Regions from separate parts of the Bombyx mori genome. Here region 1 is linked to region 2. A link is a contact called in public Hi-C data. All regions are on one chromosome and are shown on one strand. Each heading gives the region's core, a stretch centred on a gene start, on an enhancer-like site or on the middle of the called end of the contact. The rest is flanking DNA. Distances are from core to core; before and after follow the strand shown.

The links. A called contact is a pair of places that touch in the nucleus more often than the background predicts.
Region 1: a contact with region 2 is called in a Hi-C map of posterior silk gland, with 2.0 times the contacts expected there. The contact joins two enhancer-like sites. A contact is called at or near these places in 2 of 7 Hi-C or Micro-C datasets (posterior silk gland and whole pupa).

What each region holds. Positions count from the first base shown.
Region 1 is chr14:6,100,853-6,105,180 of ASM3026992v2, forward strand. It overlaps LOC101747103 (protein kibra), which reads left to right. Exons shown (of 20, transcript XM_004922644.5): 6 at 1-70; 7 at 286-421; 8 at 1,746-1,848; 9 at 2,409-2,510; 10 at 3,580-3,684; 11 at 4,127-4,244. Among protein-coding and RNA genes, the nearest start is that of LOC101740122, 35 kb to the right of the region's middle. Within about 2 kb of position 1,584, at least 6 of the 8 cell types and tissues checked have open chromatin away from gene starts, as enhancers often do.
Region 2 is chr14:5,781,916-5,785,933 of ASM3026992v2, forward strand. It overlaps LOC101746970 (homeodomain-interacting protein kinase 2), which reads left to right. Exons shown (of 24, transcript XM_038015257.2): 10 at 811-964; 11 at 1,273-1,374; 12 at 1,780-1,890; 13 at 2,054-2,185; 14 at 2,976-3,101; 15 at 3,528-3,775. Among protein-coding and RNA genes, the nearest start is that of LOC101739436, 61 kb to the right of the region's middle. Within about 2 kb of position 1,791, at least 4 of the 8 cell types and tissues checked have open chromatin away from gene starts, as enhancers often do.

The sequences.
Region 1 (4,328 bases), core at 334-2,833, 320 kb after region 2:
CGCAGATCGCGAGCTCGTTTCAAACTGACAAGCCTATCGATATGGTGGATCTACATCGGAGAGTCGAAAGGTGAGAACGATTTTATGTACCGATTGCAAAACAACTTTTTTTTTTTGTAATTTGTTGCTATGGCCCTCCTTGAAGTTAAGCGGTTGTATTGAGCTTGAGAGATTAGAATTGCGACTTACCAACCGTTGAAGAAGGAACGCAGATTTACACGAAAAAGAGGAGGGTTTGCATAAAATCCAAAAGTGGTAATTTAATAAAAAAATACTTTACTTCAGATTATTACGAGGCACCAGTTACAACGCGGACAGCGTAACTCCAGGCGCAAGCAGTTCGCCATCCCAGCCCTCTTTGTCGCCACGAAGCAGCTTGTCATCGGCCAGTCCACCACCACCACCGCCCTCTTACCACCAGGTGAACAAATTTTTTATCATTAGAATCACTCTCACATAGTATCAATTAAAATTTATCGATAGTATAATTAAAATCCAATATACTCCAATATATTTCCTTAGGTTTTGGCGAGTCGTATACATAATTAAAGCTACTGTTACAATTCAGTCTTAAACGTAATACATATTTGCAAAAGTCATAAAAAATAAAATGACAATGAAAACGTGAGATCAAACCCTAATAGTAGGCTAAAAGATAGTTTAGATCGGTATTGTGTAAAAAAAAACCATCAGGATCTATTTGTAGTATCGTCTTTTTATTAGTGTACTTGGGCAGACAAACAGTTTTAACAGTCCACAGAACGAGTACCCGATAATGTAGATGCATGAGGACTAAGTCACTTGTGTTAAATACCGAAATGTTGAGACTGGTCCAATCAACAAACTATGTTCCAGTAAAGTTCGGCTTGCATCTTTTTTTTATATAGCTTAGGTCGGTGGACGAGCTCACGGTCCACCCGGTATTAAGTGGTTACCGGAGCCTACAGACATCTACAACGTTAACGCTGACACCTACCTTGATATATGAGGTCTCAGTTTTTACAGTACAATGGCTGCCTCACCCTTCAAATCGAAACGCTTCACGGCAGAAATAGGCAGGGTGGTGGTACCTACCCGTGCGGACTCACAAGACGTCCTACCACTAGTAAAGATGTACTCGTGAAAAATCGACGCAAAAAATAACCAGTGTGTTTAGTGCGAGTTTTTTAACGTTCTCGATAGCGTAAAAGTTAGCTTATATTTGTATGGAATGGAATGTTCCAACTGCATACAAAATTGGCTTAACTTTTACGCTATCGAGATTTTTTTTATATTTATTGCTTAGATGGGTGGACGAGCTCACAGCCCACCTGGTGTTAAGTGGTTACTGGAGCCCATAGACATCTACAACGTAAATGCGCCACCCACTTTGAGATATAATTTCTAAAATCTCAGTATAGTTACAACGGCTGCTCTACTCTTCAGACCGAAACGCATTACTGTTTCACGGCAGAAATAGGCAGGGCGGTGGGTACCTACCCGCTCGGACTAACAAGAGGTCCTACCACCAGTACCGCTACGTTAAAAAACATTAAGAAACTCGCACTAAGCACACGGTACCGGCCACTTGTCGCGTTATCGGTACATATATATCTAACGCATGTCACTATATCGGATCCGTGCGAAACCCACGCCTCGGCTCGTGGCGCTGTCAGTTCGCTAACCAGACAGGCGTTCGCTTTCACGCGCGAGGTCACCGATGGACAGCTGGATAAGAATTAGGTTTTATTGTGCGCCTCCTTTAGGTCGAAAGACAGAGACGGCAGCAGCGAGAACTGGAAGAGAAACTGGCTGAAATGAGGATAGGCGTGGCCACCGGACTGGACGAAGTCACCGGCCTGGCTACAAGTGAGTGCTTCGTTGCTTAGAATCGAACGGTTTTTTGGGTTTGCGGAAGTTGACTTACGAACAGCTTAAAGATGAATTTTTTTTTATTGCTTAGATGGGTGGACGAGCTCACAGCCCACCTGGTGTTAAGTGGTTACTGGAGCTCATAGACATCTACAAGGTAAATGCGCCACCCACCTTGAGATATAAGTTCTAAGGTCTCAGTATAGTTACAAAGGCTATCCCACCCTTCAAACCGAAACGCATTACTGCTTCACGGCAGAAATAGGCGGGGTGGTGATACCTACCCGTGCGGACTCACAAGAGGTCCTACCACCAGTCACATATGGTTTTTTCATATACATGTAGTTTTGAGGCTAACCTACACCCATTTTATAATAATTCCAGTAATCTTCAATTGCTAATTAACACTAAAATATATCTCAAAAGTTAATATTTTAAATTTTACACTCCTTTAGAAAATAATCAGTTTTTTTCATTTCCTGAACTTTTTATATTTTCAGAGATGTGCCCTTTTCGAAATTGCATAATCAATTAATTTTGACCTTAAATATGTTCAGTTCCAGTACAACTCCAAGGTCCGGGTCGACCCTGTGAGCCGCTGTCTCCCATATCGGAGACCCCCCCGCCACCCCTGTCTCCAAGGACTCCCTCGTCTAGTGGTAAATAAACCAATATTCACTATTGCTTAATCTATTATATTAATACGTGAAGCAAAAACTTTGTATCCCTTTTTAAGAAAATTGCGAAGACGGAGGAATATGAAATTTCCCACACTTATAGAGAACATAGAGAAGGAGTGTAGAATGTTAATATTTTTTTTCATTATGCCTAAAAAAATCCATTAAATCAATAAAAGAAACATGACACACACTGCCATGTATTTGACACACACTTAAATACTCTTCGTTTATTGTCAAACTTTTGTTATTGTTTAAAGTCTGTGGTCAAATTGAGAATAGATTAATATTGTTTGTCTTTAATAGTACTGGCGAAATCTGTGATTATAGAAATATAATAAGTCTGATAATATTATAGAACCATAATAATGTTGAAGCTTATAATTTCAATTAACTATAGTCGAATTTCCACTACCAAGGGAACAACTAGTTTCATTTATTCCAGTAAACTTTCCAAAGCTTAGACGAAATCTATGTATGTAAAAATCGTCCCTTCCAATTTCTTAATAGCAAACAAAAAACTTTATTAACCATTAAAATTGATAAAGCATATATTTAGTATAAGGAATACTCGTTGACCAAAGTAGTGTCTAGTGAAGAAATAATGACGTCATAATACAAATTTCAACATTAATCGGGATATTGAAAAAAAAACGAAAAAAAAAAATTAAAATCGCTATTTGCGTATAGTTTTTTATAGTTTAGACGAACAAGCTCTGGACTTAGCTGGTGTTAGGTGGTCACTCACGTGTTCTAACCTTCGGTTCTGTAGTACCACGGCTGCCCTTCAAACCGGAGCATTTGACTGAAAAAACCCATAGACATAACCCACTGAGTTTCTCGCCGGATCTTCTCAGTGGGTCGCGTTTCCGATCCGGTGGTAGATTCTGCGAAGCACTGCTCTTCCTAGGGTTAATGTTAGCAACCACGTCAGGTTTGAGCTCCGTGAGCTCACCTATTTGTTAGGGTTACGCTGAAATGGCCTCTCAAAGCCGTCTGCTTAGGTTGGAATATCAGGCCACCACTAAACTAATAGCTTACTACTACGCAGGTACGAACACTAGATCAGTCTCGGCTGCGGTGAGCGACGAGTCAGTGGCGGGAGACTCGGGGGTGTTCGAAGCGGCGCAAGCGGCCACCGACGCTTCCAACGCCGGTAACATATACGACGACTTCTGATTCATTACACTCTTCATTGGTAGGCAGCGGCGCGACTCTGCCCCTTGTATTGCTGTTGTCCATGGGCGACGGTATCCACTCACCATCAGGTGGACCGTGCGCTCGTCTGCCTACTAGGGCGAAAAAATATATCTGTAGAATGTAAATTAAAATAATTTACGAAAGATTTAGGTAGTAATGTTTGTTTTTAAATATTTATTATTTAAATTTTGATATTCCGTCTCTATATTATCTTAACAATGCGTAAACGAAATGAATGATTTCTTTGCTTCGGGTTCTTTGCTTCGGGATCCCAATAGGCGAAGGTCGATGGATATATTCTTCGTGATCGATTTGTAATATATAAGTGTTAGTTGGAATACCACACTTTTCGCACCTTATGCACCAGATAAAATCTAATAAATAAATCGTGTTTACAGTGAACAGTGCACAAATTGAGATCAAATTGCGTTACTGTCCCGACGAGACTGCGTTGGAGATCGGCATACTGAGGGCTCGGAATCTGCACGCGCTCTTCATCGACATGGGAACCGAAGTGTGAGTGCAACACTAATTTAATTTAATTTAAACAAAATATTATTTGTAAATAATTATCTCGGTAGCAGTAACATAGCGAATAAG
Region 2 (4,018 bases), core at 541-3,040:
TTTGTGCCAAATAAAAAAAATAAAAACCTTAATTATACATCTAGAATGGAAGTGTAAATGTTTTAAATTATCTATATATTAAAACGTGAAACAGAAACTTTGTACCACTTTTTATGAAAATTGCACGGACGGATTAGTTTAAAATTTCTCATACTCTAGAGAATATAGAGAAGGAGTGCAGAATGTTAAGCTTTTTTTTAAATTATGCATAAAAAATTTAATAAATCAATCAAGAAAACATTACACACACTACCATGTATTTGACACAACACATATACTCTGTGCTTATTGTCAAACTTTTGTTATTGCTTAAAGTCTGGTCAAATTATAAATTATTATTGTTTGACTTTAATATTATTTGTCTATAGTTTAGCGAAATCTGAAGTATAATAATAGTCTTTGACAATAGAGCCATAATAATGTCCCAAACTTATAATTTGAATTAACTATAGTCGAATTTAGACTACAGAGGGACCACTAGTCAAAATAAATCTTTCAATATTAGCAATTTCGAAATACAAAAATACATAATATACTCTGTGTTTATTGTCAAACTTTTGTTATTGTTTAAAGTCTGTGGTCAAATTAAGAACAGATTATTATTGTTTGTCTTTAATATTATTTGTCTATAGTGTAGTGTAGCGAAATCTGAAGTATAATAAATATTTGACAATAGAGCCATAATAATGTCCAAACTTATAATTTCAATTAATTATAGTCGAATTTCGACTATAGAGACACCACTAGACAAAATTAATTTTTCATTCTTATTTCGAAATACCCAAATACAATTTTGTATTCGCATTGCAGTGCAAGCAAAACGGCGAAGTTCTTTTACCGAGATGTGGACAGTACGTATCCGTTCTGGCGCCTGAAGACGCCCGAGGAGCACGAGCTGGAGACCGGCATCAAGAGCAAGGAGGCCCGGAAGTACATCTTCAACTGTCTCGACGACATCGGACAGGTGCGCACCTGACATACATATTTGTAAAATCGATCGTGAGATTCCATCTGAAAGGACGTGGATACATTGCATAATGCGTTATTTCTGGTCTACGCGGTTAATTTCTTGACCTTCTTTCGTACCTCGGTAACTAACTCGGCTGCAGTTGTCAATCTCGAATTCAAGGGCGCGCGCGTTCACTGGAGGTCATTGAACTCGCGATTTCAAGTCCATAACGAGTGTTTTGTGTTTATCCATCTCGTTTTAACTTCTTTACTGTCCCAGTATATTATTATGGTGTGTCAATTGAAAATTCGTTTATGTTTTAGGTGAATGTGCCAACGGACCTCGAGGGGGGTCAGCTGTTGGCTGAGAAGGCTGACAGAAGGGAATTTATTGATTTGCTAAAGAGAATGTTAACTATGGACCAGGTATGTCTAGACCTCATTAATTGCAATATTAAATTTATTAAGAGCTGTAATTTTTGTTTTATCGATGACAACCATACACTGTATATTTTTTTGTGAAGTTATGATTGTCGATATATATGCATTAATATGCATTAGTATACATTACTAGACATTAGCATTAGTATGCATTAATAAAATGACAAAAGAAACATATTGATCGAGCCGGAGTCATTTCTTGACGGGTCATATACAGAAGGACAGGACGTATCAAAATTTTACTTTTGTTGCAAATCTTCTATTCTATGATAGAAGTTGCTCCAAATATATGTCTCAATAGGAATAGACAATTTCTGTTGATCAACACTGACCAGTGTGCCGTACACCAGCACGTACTCTGCAGTATAGTAAAGTTTGTGCATTTTCCAGGAGAGAAGGATTACACCGGGCGAAGCGCTGAACCACGCCTTCGTGACGCTGGCGCACCTAGTGGACTACGCGCATTGCAACAACGTCAAGGCTTCTGTGCAAATGATGGAGGTACTTATGTTTGTTTGAATTGTTTTTTTTTTATTAATAAACTTTACTATACTCTAACATTTGGATTTGTTAAATCATTTGAGCTTAAAAAGCTTTATAATTTGTTACTTGGAAGTTTGATGTAGTCAAATTGTGTAACTATATTGATGTCCGCGTGTCGCAGGTGTGTCGGCGGTCGGGCGGCGGCGTGGGCGGCGCGGAGTACGGCGGCGTGGTGGCGCCCGCCGCGGCCCCCCACCACCTTACCCTCACCCTCAACCAGCAGCGGCTGCGGGCCGCGCCATACGACAACCTCGTACGTATTCATGAGACTTGCTTTTGCCCGTGACTTCATCCGCGTGGAATACTTACTTTGGCAAAACGCTAAATTTTACTCGCCTCTTCATTTACGTAGAAAGTGAAATGTAAGGAGTTATTTAAGGTACCAAGATCACACTTTTTAACTGACTCCAAAAGAGGAAGTTATCAATTCGACCATAATTTTTTATCTATATATGTTCACCGATTTCTGTCGCGGACTTTTTTTTAGATGTTTTAAAGGGGAACAATTCTTTCATACATTACTTTAGCGGAACTTTAATCGTTTCCGCAGCGCACGGAGTGGAAGCTCTCAAAAGGGAAAAATACCCCGATTTTGAAACATTCTTTATTGGTGCTTCGCTTGTATTGGTCTTAGTGTGATGTTATATCAAATCGGACCAGTAATTCCTGAGATTAGTGCGTTCAACCAAACAAACTCTTCAGCTTTATAATATTAGTATAGATACATTACGTGCTCAAACAAAAACGAATTACCCGATTAGTTAACAGTCAGATGGAATTAATTGGAATAGATGGACAATGATTTTGCTTTTGCGAAAACATTTAAATCTTGGACTATTGTGATATGTCAAGAATATGAAAAAAAATTGGGCAATTTACATGCGGTAGAAGTAAAACCTTTATAAATGTTCTCTCTCATTACCTCGCAGACTTAAGCTATGTTTGTCTCCTTTTAATCCATTTATTTGTTTAATTTTAAAGCTCTGTGGTGTTGAAAAATTTTACACTTGAAATACGGATGTCATGATGTTTGTTTCTTGCAGTACGGCCTGTACCAAGGAGGTCGCGTCGGCGTCAGCGGAGCGCGACAGTACGCCGCGAGGGCCGACCCCTTCCCGCACCAGTTCGTGTCCTCCATCCTGTGCCAGCCGGCGTACCAACTTACCAATGTCAGTATTGTTCAGTATAATCACTATACGTATGTACGTATATCACATATTTTAAGGTATATCTTAATGAAGCTTAGTAAATTATTTTATTTTTAGTAGATTAAGAAAAATTAAATACTACTTAATCTCTATGAATACTAGAACAGACAAGGCTGAATGGGCTTAGATCCCCCTTGCCTTTCGTAATAAGGAAACATTTTACCAAAAAAAAAGGCCAAGAATACCATAGAACTAGAAAGGCCGTCAATTTTTGTATTTTATTAACGTTCAGGTTAAATAGTTGGATTTATGATGTCTAACACTGGACCTTTGAGTTCAATTTGAGATGTTAAATGTAGTTTTTTGAAAAAAAAAAGAATTCTGATCTACTCAAAAATAAAACTTTAAAGGTTGTATTATATGTATGAAACTTAATTTCGGTTACAGGTACAACAGCTCGCGGCCGCAGCTGCAGCCGCTGCTGCCGTCCACCACCAGCATGGCGTGGCGGGCGTGGCCGGGGTGGCAGGCGTGGCGGGCGTGGCGGGGGTGGGCGGCGTGGCGAGCGTGGCGGGGGTCGGAGAGGTGGCTGAGTGGCGAGCGCCACTTATTGTCGAACCGGCTCCACTACCTGATCCTGACGTTTGGGATCCCTATCATCCTCACCATCCGCATCACCATCACTCGCATAAAAGGTATGTAAGAGATTTTAATTGTATTGACTTATATAAACCAAATTCTCCACAAAATTGGATGCGCCTTTACTGATCACGTCTGCTGTTCTTTGTTAAAATAGCCAATAGTGATAAAAATAGATCAGTGGTGCGCAAACTTTTTTCGACTACGCGACCCCTTCAGGAGTAAAAAATTATGGCGACTCCTTAAATAGAGGGAGCTGCTACTATTAAGAGCTACTAAATAGAGCGCAAAATAAAAAT